3 separate regions of the Mus musculus genome follow, and all the other regions are linked to region 3. The links are chromatin contacts, called in public HiChIP or PLAC-seq maps. All regions are on one chromosome and are shown on one strand. The core of a region is the stretch at or near the end of the contact, and the rest is flanking DNA. Distances in the headings are between cores, read along the strand shown.

Region 1 (4,285 bases), core at 77-2,576, 280 kb before region 3:
TATGGCTGTGACCCATGCGGCACCTATGTCTGGCAGGTGGGTGGCCACAGCATGCTCGGCGATGGCCTGGAGCAGATGTCCCCCACCTGTGGCCCTCCCCTCCCCTCAGAGCCCCAGCACTTGCCTGGGAAGGCCAGGGGCTCCGAGTGGGGCAGCATAAAACTGCCAAAGTCGTCTGAAAACATGCTCAAAGCCTTCTCCATGGGTGGGTCCTGGGCTGGAAGGGCACGGGAGGCCGAAGAAGAAGAGGAGGAGGAGGAGGAGGAAGAGGAACGGAAGCTTCTCTCCGCTCTGAAGGCGGAGGAGGTCCGATGGCTCATCCACAGGCAGCGGGGGTCCCTGTCCAGACGGGCAGGGGCTGGGCTGGAGAAACGAGTGGGTCCAGGCCTCCACGGAAGCGTGCCGGGGCCCCTGACTGCCAGCGCTTTATAAGGCCCAACTGTCCCTGGGCTCGAGGCCAGCCCCTTGTCTGCTGGCTAAATTTAGGCCTCTTCATTGCCCAGAGGGGCCTGGAAATCTTCTTGGGAGAAACGGCTCTGCTGACAGCCCGACACAGGAGGGCAGGGTTGCAAGGCTGAGCTCACCACCTGGCACTGTTAGTCCAGAGCTCCAGCCCCAAGGACCTCTGTACCTGCCAGGGCAGGGGGTGGGTCCTGCCCTGTGCCTGTCCCCAGGACTTCGTGGTTTGTTGGTCCCCTCGATAGCCTGGGACCCTCCTCTCCTCTTGTACTGTGCCCCCCAGGGCCTGTGCCTCCCTTATTAGACTCCTGAGGAGAGAGTATATACATGCAGGTACCCCGAGGGATTCCGAGGCGCTCCAGGTCCAGCTATCTCTTAGGGAAGGCTGAGAAAGCCCAGGGAGGGGAGATAGAACGTGTGGGTGACCCCTGTCATCTGCCACAGGGACTGGTGATTCTTCACCTTATCCCCACTCCCAGGACCATAAGAGGCAGAGGAAAAGAGAGCTGGCGGCTGGAGTTGAGGCTGTGGGGGTGGGGTTGGGCCCAGCTTCAGGGAAAGAGCAGATAACACGAAAGGTCTAAGGGGCAAAGTTGCTGGGAACAGTCTGCTCGCTCTACCTCAGGCTCAGAGTTGGTGTCTGCCCAAGCGTCCTAGTCACATGATTTCACATCCAGGTAAGGTCGACCGCTGACAGGTGCCTTAGCTCCGGCTTCCACGATGTCTCTGGCCACTGCTGTCTCTTCCCAGCAGAGCCCTCTTTGATCTTAACACAACTCAAAAAGAGGAGCTTTGAGGCCAGTTTCCAGACCAGGAAATACAGCCTCCTAGGAGGGGTGGGCTGAACCTAAGTACGTTGGAATGGCTGGGATTCCATCCAGATGTGCTAGACCCCTGTGTCCGAGAATCTCCTCTTTTTCCGTTGACTTTTGAGTAGAATCCCGGATTCTGATGCTGGGCAGGAGGCAGAAGCCTAGGGAAGCGCTCAGCCCATGCCTTAATTTTGGAGTACACTTCTCCAGATCTTCACCTCCCCATATAACCACCTCCTCTCGCTCTCCCATGGAAGCCTCTGCTTTCTCCAGCCCACACAGGGCTCCTTCTGTTCAGAGTCCCCCAACACCTGGCAGAGTGACAGTTTTTGTGAGTTCTGAGACCTCTCTGTGGTTTCCCCTAGTCCCTAATCCTGAGGAGGTTCACCTGTCTTTCCCCATCAACCTGCGAGTTCCTGAAGGTGTGGGGACCGCCCTTCTTGTCTTTGGCTCCAGCTGCATCCCCAGTGATTTGTGAAGTGAGAACAGGACTGGACACAGCTGGGGGCCAGAATAATGGCTGGAGATAGAGGGCTCTGTCAACCCCCAGATTCCTACTGCAACTTTAGTTTGTGTTGCCAGTCCCAGCTGAAGTGTGTCTGGCAAGGCTTCAGAGGCTCACCGGTACTGAGGTGAGACAGACAGAGGTGGGGGGCCCCCTGGAGAAGCCCGCCAGGGACACAAGAGCCACCAGCTAAAAGCAGACACGCTGTCACTGTCACGGTGCTGAGGGCCTGAGTCACTGCCGCTGGGTGTCAGCTCGCTTTACTCCCCCACGCCCGCCCACCATCCCCCCTCCTTTCCCCACACTCCTGAGCAGTCATCCACATAAATATTGAGTGCTGGCTTCAGTGGCCAGGCAGGACCTCGAAAGGTCACCAAGGTCATTCTCCTGACACCAGACATGCTTCTCTGCCAGATCCCAGAGACGAGAGGAGTTTCAGAGCCGATCTGGTCCATAGTTGGGTGTGGTGGGACATGCCTGTTGCCCCTGGAGGATCGGGAGTTCAAGGTCAGCCTCGGCTTCATAGGAAGCTGGAGGTCATTATTCCTGAAACCCTGTTTGAAAAACACCCAAAACAATAGCCTCTCCAAAGTCCAAGGAGCACCACAGAGAGGGGATGGGAGGATGGAGGGAGGTGTGTGGTGGGGTGCTGTCACCTGCGGATGACATGACCTTGCAAGCATGACTACACAGAAGCCGTGGCTGTCTGCATGGGGCCTGGGGAAAAGAGGAACCTTTGCATAAAAGCGGGGGTGTTAGCAGGAAGGAGCATAGGGGCGGGGCGACAGAGAATCTGGGAGTGCGGTGAAGGCGATCTCAGTGGATCGTACACAAGTATGAGACTGTCAAAAACAAGAACCTCGAGCGGGGCGTGGTGGCGCACGCCTTTAATCCCAGCACTCGGGAGGCAGAGGCAGGCGTATTTCTGAGTTCGAGGCCAGCCTGGTCTACAAGAGTGAGTTCCAGGAGAGCCAGAGCTATACAGAGAAACCCTGTCTCGAAAAACCAAAAACCAAAAACAAAAAACCAAGAACCTCAGGGGCTGAGAGGTAGCTCAGTAGGTAAGAGCACTGGCTGCTCTTCCAGAGGACCAGGGTGTGATTCCCAGCTACGTGGTGGCTCAGGACACTCTGTAACTCCAGATCCAGGCGCTCCAATGCCCTCTTCTGGTTCCACAACGAGCACCAGGCACACATGTGGTGCACAGACATATAGGCAGGCAAGCATTTTTACACACAAATTAGTATACATACATACATACATACTACATACATACATAATACATACTACATACATACATACATACACAATACATACATACATACATACATACATACTCCAAATCAAAATTCCCAAAAAGATGACGGTTCAGTCCCTTACATTTGGGGCATCTTCCTTTCTGGGAGCATTTTCACAAACACAGGTGCTCCCCCCATTCTTTCTGGTGGCTGCAGAGATACCTCAGCATACTTTCTGGTGGCTGCAGAGATACCTCAGCATACTTTCTGGTGGCTGCAGAGATACCTCAGCATACTTTCTGGTGGCTGCAGAGATACCTCAGCATACTGCTTTTGCTGAGGACCTGACTTTGGCTCTCAGCACCCACAACAGCAGCTCATAACCACCTCGAACTCCAGTTCCAAGGCATCCAACACCATCCTCTGACTTCTGTGGGTACTACACTCATTCACCCACACATAGACACACAATTAAAAAGAAAATAAGCGAGTGAGTGTTTTGTCTGCATGTATACTTGGGTACCACATGCATGCTGTGTGCCCATGGAGACCAGAAGAGGATATTGGATCCCCTGGAACTGGAGTTATGGATGGTTGTAAGTGGGGGGCTGGAAATCGAACAGGGGTCCTCTTCAGGGACAAGTGCTCTTAACTACTGAGCCATCTCTCCAGCCCAAAATAAACCTGGTGATTGGGGGCTGGCAAGATGGCTCAGAAGGTAAGAGCACTGACTGCTCTTCCGAAGGTCCTGAGTTCAAATCCCAGAAACCACATGGTGGCTCACAACCACCCGTAATGAGATCTGATGCCCTCTTCTGGCACATCTGAAGACAGCTACAGTGTACTTGTGTATAATAATAAATAAATCTTTAAAAAATAAGCCTGGTGATTTAATACATACATACATACATACATACATACATACATACATACATACATACATACATACATATATACATACTTACTTCTGAATGGACTTCTGAGGACCAGGAATTCTTTGCCCTCAGCTCCAGCCAGCCTGAAGGCCAGAGTTAGGAATCTGTTTACAGAACACCTCTTGGGTGATGTTTGGGCCTGGGAAACTTAGGTGAATGAGGCAGGCAAGCCATGCCGCAAGACTCATGGGACAGAAGTGACCAAGGACCCGAGTGAGGAAGGAGTTGGTGACAGATCCTCTCTGGCTTCGGAGCTGTCCTAGCCCGGTAGCTGCCTCTGTGGCTCCTGGCACTGAGGCTAGGAGGAAGGCCTTCTTGGGGTAGGGGAATGGCAGG
Region 2 (4,200 bases), core at 1,198-3,697, 430 kb before region 3:
TGTGAATGAAAGACACACACACACACACACAAACTACACACACACACACACACACTCCAGTTGATGTTAAATATGCCTTGATGAGGTCAAAGCCTGGGCAGTTCTAATCTTCCCCGCAGCTAGCACACATTACCCTCTGGTACTGCTAGCTTAATGGCCTCTAACTCCATATTTTATCTTTGCTGCCCTGGCTCCTTCTGGGCAGCCCTTCCGGGCCCATTCCTTCTCTCCTACACTCCGGATGATTTTCCTTCTGCAGTTCTAAATCTAATCCGTCTCCCTCCTTCCTTTCTCCCAATGCCTAGCCTGTGAAAATCTAAAGGTCTCGCCTCAGTCTACCTGCCTGGACATTGGCAGTTGGCTCTTTATTGATTGATCAGAAACCAATTGGGGACAAGGATCTTCAGCGTTTGGACACACAGATTCACAATTTTGGGGGCCCGGATTACTTCAAAGCATTAGATCCCATCCCCAACACATGTGTTCACCCCCCAGTGTGTGTGGTTTGTCTCTGAAGGCCCAGATTTTTATGGTCACTCATAACAGAGTCAAAGTCTGAGAAAGAGAAGGCTAAGATATGCCCTCTGAGCCTTCAGGGGAAATAAGGGCAAAGTCTCAAGTCCTTTTATTATTTTTTTTTCCGAGACAGGGTTTCTCTGTATAGCCCTGGCTGTCCTGGAACTCACTTTATAAGCCAGGCTGGCCTCGAACTCAGAAATCCGCTTACCTCTGCCTCCCAAGTGCTGGGATTAAAGGCATGCACCACCACCGCCCGGCTCAAGTCCTATTTTTTGTATATTGGTGTTTGGACTGTATGTATGTCAGTATGGGGGTTGTTGGATCCCTTCGCAACCCCATTGGACTACATAGTGTCTTCTGCCAGGTAAGGACATGTGCAGCTACAAGGGAGGGGGGCATGGAGGGCGTCTTGTCTAGAAGGAATTAATAAATACAAGCTCATTGGGAAGTGCCTCTAAATTAGGGTTAGTAAGCCCTAGAGTGCTTCCATTCTAGGAGGTACTGTGTGTGTGTGTGTGTGTGTGTGTGTGTGTAAAGAATAGTGGACTAGAGACATGGCTCAGCAGGCTGCTCTTCCAGAGGACCCCAGTTCAATTCCCAGCACCCACATGGCAGCTTACATCCTGTTTCCAAGGGACCTGACACCCTCATACTGAAATATACACAGTCAAAACACCAATATACATAAAATACAAATAAATTAATATTTAAAAATGAACCAAGGAAGGCCGGCTGCGATGACAGCTCTTAGGAGGCAGAGGCAGGTAGATTTCTGTGAGCTCCAGGCCAGCCAACTTGAGCTGCATAGTGAGACCATGTCTCAAAAACAAATCAACATCAAAAAACCAGTGCATGCTCTCTGTCCAGAGCCATCTCTTCAGTCCCAACTAGGGTAGACTTTAAAAACTATTCCTGAGCCATAGGCTACGCTTGGGGAATGCCTACAGCTAAGTCTCAGCCCCTTGTATTTCCTTAATGGTTGGGGGGGGGGGCTGAGGCTAGGGGAGTGACCCTAGATAAGCCACTCCCATCCCTGCCTTCCATCCTGGGGCTCCTGGCAGTCTGAGGACTCATCACCAAACCTACTTGTTCAGATTGATACTTCCCCCAGAGCCAAATTCGGCCTTTTCCCAAAAGTGTGAACTGCATTGGATCAACCGGTTCTAAAAGTGGATGGCTTATCACCTTAGGCCAGTGGTTCCCAACGTTCCTAACACTTCGTGCAACTCTTTAAGACAGCTCCTCCGTTGTGGTGACCCCCAACTAGAAAATTATTTTCGCTGTTACTTCATAACTGTTATTTTTCTACCGCTTTCAATTGTACTGTTTCTGTGTTTTGCGACGGTATTGTCTTAGGCAAAAGGGTCTTTCAGCACTCCCTTACCTTATGAAAGGGGTCACAACCCACAGGTTGGTAGCCGCTGCTTAGGACCATAAGTACTGCTGGACTTGTTTTGTTTTACTTTGTTTTGTTTCGAGACAGGGTTTCTCTGTGTAGCCCTGGCTATCCTGGAACTCACTGTAGACCAGGCTGGCTTCAAACTCAGAAATCTGCCTGCCTCTGCTTCCCGAGTGCTGGGATTAAAGGCATGTGTCACCTCTGCCCAACTGCTAGACTTTGTTTTCACTTTGCTTTCCTCCTTTTTTTTTTTTCCTTTCCTTTTCTTTTTTAAATATTAGACAGGGTCTCCTGTGGCCCAGGTGGGCCTCAGACTCACTAGGAGGCCGGGAGATGAGATAACTTCCAACCTCTGATCAACCCACAAATGCTTAGCCACCCACAGAGCTCCCAAATCTGTCTTTTGTGGCCTTTTCTAAGAGAGGTGAGGAAAGCTGTGGCTTTGTCCTTCACTAGTTCCAAGGAACAGCGGGGAGAGCTGAATCACAATGGGTGGATTCCAGCCCCAGCCGGAGCGGGAAACAACGCCCCACCCGGCATTTTAAACCAAAAAGCTTTCTGTTCTCTCAAGTCGGAGCTCATTCTTGGGCTCTGAGGACTGGGGAAGTATGGAGGGGAAATAGCTTACATTCCATAGTTCTGTATTTAGCATCTTCTTAGAAACCCACATTGAAAACTAGGTTTCTTTTTTTAAAGTCTTTCTTTCTTTCTTTTTTAATTATGTACTTGAAGTGTATGCACCAGAGCACAGGGGGCCTCAGAGGCCGGAAAGGGTGTTGAATCCCCAGGAGCTCGAATAACCAAAGTCCTGTCCCGTGTCCGTCCCCCACCCCCGACCCCCCCACCCCGAGTGGGTGCTGGGAGCCAATTCAAGTTCTCAGCAAGAGTGGTACAGGATCTTTTTTCTTTTAAAAATTTATTTATTTATATGTAAGTACACTGTAGCTGTCTTCAGACACACCAGAAGAGGGCGTCAGATCTTGTTAGGGATGGTTGTGAGCCACCATGTGGTTGCTGGGATTTGAACTCTGGACCTTCAGAAGAGCAGTCGGGTGCTCTTACCCACTGAGCCATCTCACCAGCCCCCGTGGTACAGGATCTTAACTGCTGTAAGTTCAAGGTCAGCATGGTCTACATAGTGGGAGCCTACCAGGAGCTCCACAGAGTCTTCTCTTGCTGTGTTGATTAGCAGCCTCAGGGTTCAGATTGGCTGGGCAAGCTCTCTTTCCCGGCCCTTCAGCTGCAAGGTAGCAGTTGCTACTACCCCAAAATCTCTCTGGCTGTCACTTGCTGATCAAGGGATCCACCCTCTTCTTAGTAACAGCTGGCTCAAACCTTCCACCTTTCCAGATGACACAGTAGCCTGATTTAGTAAGTCTTACTCAAGGAAGTGTGTATATGGGTTAAACCTCATTTAAAAATACCCTTTTCTTGCCAGGTGTCCTGGCACACACCTTGAATCCCAGCACTTGGGAGGCTGATTGGAGGATGAACTCTCCTGAGTTTGAGGCCAACCTGGTCTATCTAGTAAGTTCTGGGACAGCCAGGGCTACACAGAGAAAACCCTGTCTCAAAAAACAAAACAAAACAAAACAAAAGGAAACAGACAATGAAAAGACAGAAAGAAAGCCTTTATTCAGGCTGGCTGGGAGTACAGTCTGGAGTTCCAGACAAAGCGAAGCACCGCTAGGCATTGTGGGAAAGGACTTTTTTTTTTTTTTTTTTTTTTTTTTTTTGGAGACAGGGTTTCTCTGTATAGCCCTGGCTGTCCTGGAACTCACTTACTTTGTAGACCAGGCTGGCCTCGAACTCAGAAATCCGCCTGCCTCTGCCTCCTGAGTGCTGGGATTAAAGGCGTGCACCACCACGCCCGGCTGGGGTATCTTTTTAGAAAGATTTATTTATTTGTATATGCACTGGTGTTCGGCCGGCATGCCTGTGCCAAGGCGCCAGATCCTTTGGAACTGGAATCACAGGCAGCTGTGAGCCGCCATGTGGGTGCTTGGTACTGAACTCAGGTCCCCTGGAAGAACAGTCAGCGCTCATAACCACTGAACCATCTCTCCAGCCCTAGCTGGGACATCTTGACCTCCGTTCCTAGAACAGAGTCGTGTCATTTTCCATGGGATTCTCCATGAAGGAGATCAAATTCTAGTTAAGCATGAACTGGCCTCAGCAAGAATACAAGATGGAGGAACCTCTGTTCTCTCTTGCCCTGTCACATGGGGATGAAAACTCTGGCCCCAAACTCAGAGTTCCCCCTGCTGAAGCATCTTTCCAGA
Region 3 (4,867 bases), core at 1,328-3,827:
TGTTGGCCATTATAGTTGGTGTAAGAGAGTTTCATTGACATCACTGTTTCCAAGACACAAGAGAATTTGCTTCAAAAAATGTATTCATTGGCTACCTGGTAAAGCACTTGCTGTGTAGGCATGAATACTGGGGTTCGGATCACCAGCTCCACATAGATGACAGTTGAGGGCATGTCTGGAACCCTCGAACAGGCCTGAGTGTTAGGAGAGAGGCATCCCCAATTAGCTGAATTGTCTAGGCCAGGGTCCAAGTAAGACACTCTGCCTCAATATATGGAGAGTGATCAAAAAAGACACCTGTCATGCAATCTCTGGCTTACACACACACACACACACACACACACACACACACACACACACACACACACTTAAAAATGAATTCACAGAAGACTCACAAATACAGTAACCAGAGATGGGCAATATGACATCCTTTGTTCTTGAAGATAGGGAAATAGTCCAATTCTTTGAGTTTCAAACAGGCTTTTTACTGCTTGTGAGATATCTGTCAACAAGAAGCCTGATTACATGAACTGGAATCCCAACTGACCACGGCAGCACACACATTCAATCTCAGTGCTCAGCACACAGAGACAGGTGGATCCCTGTCAGCTGGAGTCAGGCTAGCCCAGTCTACAGAGTGAATTATAGCACAGCCTGGGATACATAGTGAAACCCTCCAGGGGCCAGGTGGTGGGGGTGGGGCTGGGGCTGGCATCTTGAAAGGCTTCAGTATGCAGGCAGAGGTGTAGAGCAGGAGGTTCTAGGTAAGAGCCCCGTGACAACGGACCTGGCAATGATCCAGAATGCTGGGAAATCTCGGAGGAGGAGAAAAAAGCTGGTAACATTTTACCAAGATGGTTGCAATTATGATCACTAAGAATACAAACTGCAAAATGTCACAACAGGAAACTCTTACTTTATTAAGATTAATGGGACCCTAAAAATATGAGGGAAAACCACATTCCAAGTCAGTTAACTTGATTATAGCACCCACATTGCTGCCTTACTCAACAGCATGTTTTTGATAGAGCTAACTATAAGGGACATGTCCCAGAAATGTTGTCTGTGTTTGGGGAAAGGATTAGAGGTGAGACAGACAGGCAAGCCACCCCCACCAGCTGCCCCCCACCCTTCAGCAGTCATACCCATTAGACAGGGTTTCTTTGTGTAGCCCTGGCTGCCCTGGAACTCACTCTGTAGACCAGGCGACTCAGAAATCCACCTGCCTCTGCCTCCCAAGTGCTGGGATTAAACGCGTCCCGGCGACCCCCTTAGAATTTTTAAGGGAAGTCAGATACCGGTTGTGACTCTTCAGTATAATAAGGTGTGTGTGGGAGGAGGGTGGTGGTTGTTGTCTTGTTTCCTTTTGGTTTAATTTTTGAGACAGGGGCTGTCCTAGAACTCATTCTGTAAACTCACAGAGATTCCCCTGCCTCTGCCTCCTGAGTGCTGGATTAAAGGCGAGGGCCAGCACTGCTCAGGCAGTGCCTGCTTCCTAATGCCATGCTTCTCACCATCTTCAGCTGTCTGAGTCTTTTCTTCCTGCTGCCTTAATTCTTTTCTTTCTTTTTTTTAAAGATGTTTTAATTTATTTATCTGTAAGTATACTGATACTGTAGCTGTCTTCAGACACTCCAGATCTCATTACAGATGGTTGGGAGCCATGTGGTTGCTGGGATTTGAACTCAGGACCTCTGTAAGAGCAGGCTGTGCGCTTAACTGCTGAGCCATATCTCCAGCCCAGAGATGCTTTTTTCTTTTTTCCTCTCGAGACAGGGTTTCTCTGTGTAGCCCTGGCTGTCCTGGAACTCACTTTGTAGACCGGGCTGGCCTCCAACTCAGAAATCCGCCTGCCTCTGCCTCCTGAGTGCTGGGATTAAAGGCGTGCGCCACCACGTCCGGCCAAAGATGCTTTTTAATCCTTTCTTTAAGTATAGAAATGTCTCAAGAATGTTGTAAAACAGGGCTGGTGAGATGGCTCAGTGGGTAAGAGCACCCGACTGCTCTTCCAGACTGCTCTTCCAAAGGCCTGGAGTTCAAATCCCAGCAACCACATGGTGGCTCACAACCATCCTAACGAGATCTGATTCCCTCTTCTGGAGTGTCTGAAGACAGCTACAGTGTACTTACATATAAATAAATAAATCTTAGAAAAAAAAAAAAGTATGACTGGTTACCGGGTGTGGTGGCGCACACCTTAAAAAAAAAAAAAAATGCTGTAAAACAAACATGTGACCTGTAGCTTAGAAAAACTTAGACTCACTTTTTTTCTTTTGAGATTCAATTTTTGAAAAAAAAATTAATTTTCAATCATTGCCTGCCCTTAAGAAACGATGGTTCCAAAGCACACAGTTCCCGAACTGGAGCAGGTAACGTCACTTGAACTCTCTCATTCAGTAAACCAGCGAGCGTATTGACCTCATGAAAGATGGAGGCCGATCTGACTTCCCTGCCCTCTTCCAAGATGGCAGACCAGGCGAGTGGAGGACCTGGCCGGGCGCCTCTTCCGGGCTGGGGGAGGGGGCGTGGTCCATTGAGGAAAGCCCTGCGTGCCTCCGCCCGCGACTCAGGCGCGCTTCAAGGCGCAGGCGCGGGGAGGGGTTGGGGGAGGAGGGAAAGCGGCGAGTAAGATGGAAGATGAGGAGGTCGCTGAGAGCTGGGAGGAGGCGGCAGACAGCGGGGTAAGGAGGAGCTGCCGCCCCGCGGTAGGGCTGGGCGGACCTGGCGTGAGGGAAGCCTCCGGGGAGTGGGTCTGGGGAGAGTTTTCCCCAAGGAAGGGTCTCCCACGCCGGGCCGGAGGTGGAAGAGAGGCCCCCGGTCCCGGATCGCCGTGAAGGCCTCTTAAAGGGGCCGCGTTCCATTTCTCTCTCCACCTTTGCCGGGTGCCTCTCCGCCCAGCGGTGTGCGCTTCGCTCTGGGCGCCCCACCTTCTACCCCGGGGCAACTCTCTCTGGTCCCCCGCGCCCTAGGGACCATTTTAAAGTTCTTGAGCTCCGTCTGGTGAGGGAGGGGCTCGGGTGGAGTGCCTGGCTCGGAGGAAGAGCGGGAGGAGGCCCCGAGACAGCGGGGAGCAAGCGACCATGTGTCCTCTGGGACCACTGGGCTCTGGGCCGAAATCCCCCGCCGCTGTGCGCCTTCCGCCGCGGTGAGCGAGCCTGGTTTTTTCTCTTCCTTTCCCTTTTCCTCTTTCAGTTTTAGTCCGAGTTTTCCGGGGATCTCAGCAGAGCTCCCCTAAACTCTGCAAAGCATCTGCTCTTCCCCGGGACCCACCCTAAGATCTGCGCAGTGGGAAGGATCTCGGACTACGTTCTTCTGAGTGGAGGGAAGGGAAAGGAAGAAGGGTGTGATTTGTAAGATAGCCTCATGCCTGCGAGAAGGGGAGATTACCGATCGGTATGATGCGAGTGAGAGTTTTTGCTTGCCCCCAAAAGTTACAGGAAAAGGAAAAATTATCCCAAGTAGGAACTCCTCTATTAGATTCGTGATTCTCGTGGTAATTTCAGAGTTTGAGGTTCGAAGCTAACCCTCGTGGAGACGGAAATGTCTCTTTGGTGACCATGTGTCCGCGCCTGGGCTGGGCCGGGCTGGGCCGGGCCGGGCCGGGCCGGGCTGGGCTGGGCTGGGCTGGGCTCCGCTCCGGTGACATTCACCTCAAAAGTTTATGTGTGGGGAGTCACATATACTAGGATAGAGGAGGAGTTGGGTCTGTCTTCCCCTAGCGCTTCTAACCAGCACAGCAGTGGTGTATCTTCACAGGAATGTTGAAACTTGGCCTCGAAGTTTTTTCCGCTAGTTCAGCATTTCTCGAAAGATTGGTGATGCTTTTCGACTTAGCATTAACGAGCCTTGGAAGGCCTGCTTGGTTCAGCGATTATTTAATAGAGGTTTAAGGTACATTCCCCTTGAATCAAGAAAGTGTGTGTTTGTTTGGTTTTGGTGTTTTTGAGACAAGATCTCTATATAGCCCTGGCTTTTCTGGAATTCACCAGGTAGACCAGGCTGGCCTCAAAATCACAGAGGTCTCCCTGCCTCTGCCTTCAGAGTGCTAGGATTAAAGGCGTGCGCCACCACACTCAACAAATAAGATTTTTATAGAGACTAACAGGTGTCGCTTAGGTATTTATTCACTCCACCTATATTTTTTGAGTGTGTGCTGCCTGTTAGGAAGTGTGTGCAGGGGCTGGTGAGATGGCTCAGCGGTTAAGAGCACTGACTGCTCTTCCAAAGGTCCTGAGTTCAAATCCCAGCAACCACATGGTGGCTCACAACCATCCGTAACGAAATCTGATGCCCTCTTCTGGAGTGTCTGAAGACAGCTACAGTGTATTTACATATAATAAATAAATAAATATTAAAAAAAAAAAGGAAGTGTGTGCAATAGTGACTTCTGCCAGAAAATGCACAATTTCCGGTAGAGGCATTTATGGCCTGCCACTAGGAGGAGTGTCTCCCAAATGCCCCTCATGTCACCTGTATTTAAAAAAAAAATAGGAAAGGAAAAAAAAACTGTTTTTTTTTTCTTCTTCTGATTTTATTTATTTATTTAGAAAAGAATGGGTTTCCAAACCCTGGTTTTTACAGCTTTCATGTAACCCTGGCTGTCCTGGAATTAGCTCTGTTGACCAGCTAGTCTGGAAACCACAGAGCACTGCCTGCTTGTGTGTTGGGATTGGAAGCAGGCGCCACTACTCCCAGAGAAAGTGAGGATGTGTATTCTCTGCTCGTGGACTCGTGGATGTGTGGGTGCCCGGGGATGCTAGAAGCCGTAGGATCCTCTGTAGCTGGGTTACAGACCTCTGTGAGCCATTGATGGGAGTGCCGGGACGGAAACTCCAGCCTTCTGTAAGAGCAGTGGGCACTTCTTTAC

What was found. HiChIP or PLAC-seq counts read pairs in DNA pulled down with a chosen protein or histone mark.
Region 1: an H3K4me3 HiChIP or PLAC-seq map of bone marrow-derived macrophages shows a contact between it and region 3, with 10 times the contacts expected there. The contact joins the promoter of Hspb7 here to the promoter of Szrd1 in region 3. A contact is called at or near these places in 4 of 39 promoter capture datasets (hippocampal neurons, liver and stem cell-derived epiblast-like cells), 1 of 484 Hi-C or Micro-C datasets (embryonic stem cells), 5 of 115 datasets of contacts at active chromatin or transcription factors (bone marrow-derived macrophages, embryonic stem cells, microglia and 1 more) and 1 of 9 other capture datasets (pancreatic islet).
Region 2: a contact with region 3 is called in an HNF4G HiChIP or PLAC-seq map of pancreatic cancer cells. The contact joins the enhancer-like site here to the promoter of Szrd1 in region 3. A contact is called at or near these places in 4 of 39 promoter capture datasets (the HPC-7 cell line, cranial neural crest, hippocampal neurons and 1 more), 18 of 484 Hi-C or Micro-C datasets (B cells, the C2C12 cell line, CD4 T cells and 13 more), 11 of 115 datasets of contacts at active chromatin or transcription factors (the 230-238 cell line, astrocytes, bone marrow-derived macrophages and 3 more) and 1 of 9 other capture datasets (pancreatic islet).

What each region holds. Positions count from the first base shown.
Region 1 is chr4:141,417,820-141,422,104 of GRCm38.p6, reverse strand. Hspb7 (heat shock protein family, member 7 (cardiovascular)) reads right to left here and starts at 1,326. Exons shown (of 3, transcript NM_013868.4): 1 at 125-1,326. The coding sequence starts at 320.
Region 2 is chr4:141,563,753-141,567,952 of GRCm38.p6, reverse strand. No RefSeq gene overlaps it. Among named protein-coding and RNA genes, the nearest start is that of B330016D10Rik, 20 kb to the right of the region's middle. Within about 2 kb of position 2,447, at least 66 of the 459 cell types and tissues checked have an H3K27ac peak or open chromatin away from gene starts, as enhancers often do. A contact at or near this core is called in the C2C12 cell line, astrocytes, embryonic stem cells and 1 more, where this site is marked.
Region 3 is chr4:141,137,506-141,142,372 of GRCm38.p6, reverse strand. Szrd1 (SUZ RNA binding domain containing 1) reads left to right here and starts at 2,577. Exons shown (of 4, transcript NM_001025608.2): 1 at 2,577-2,681. The coding sequence starts at 2,631.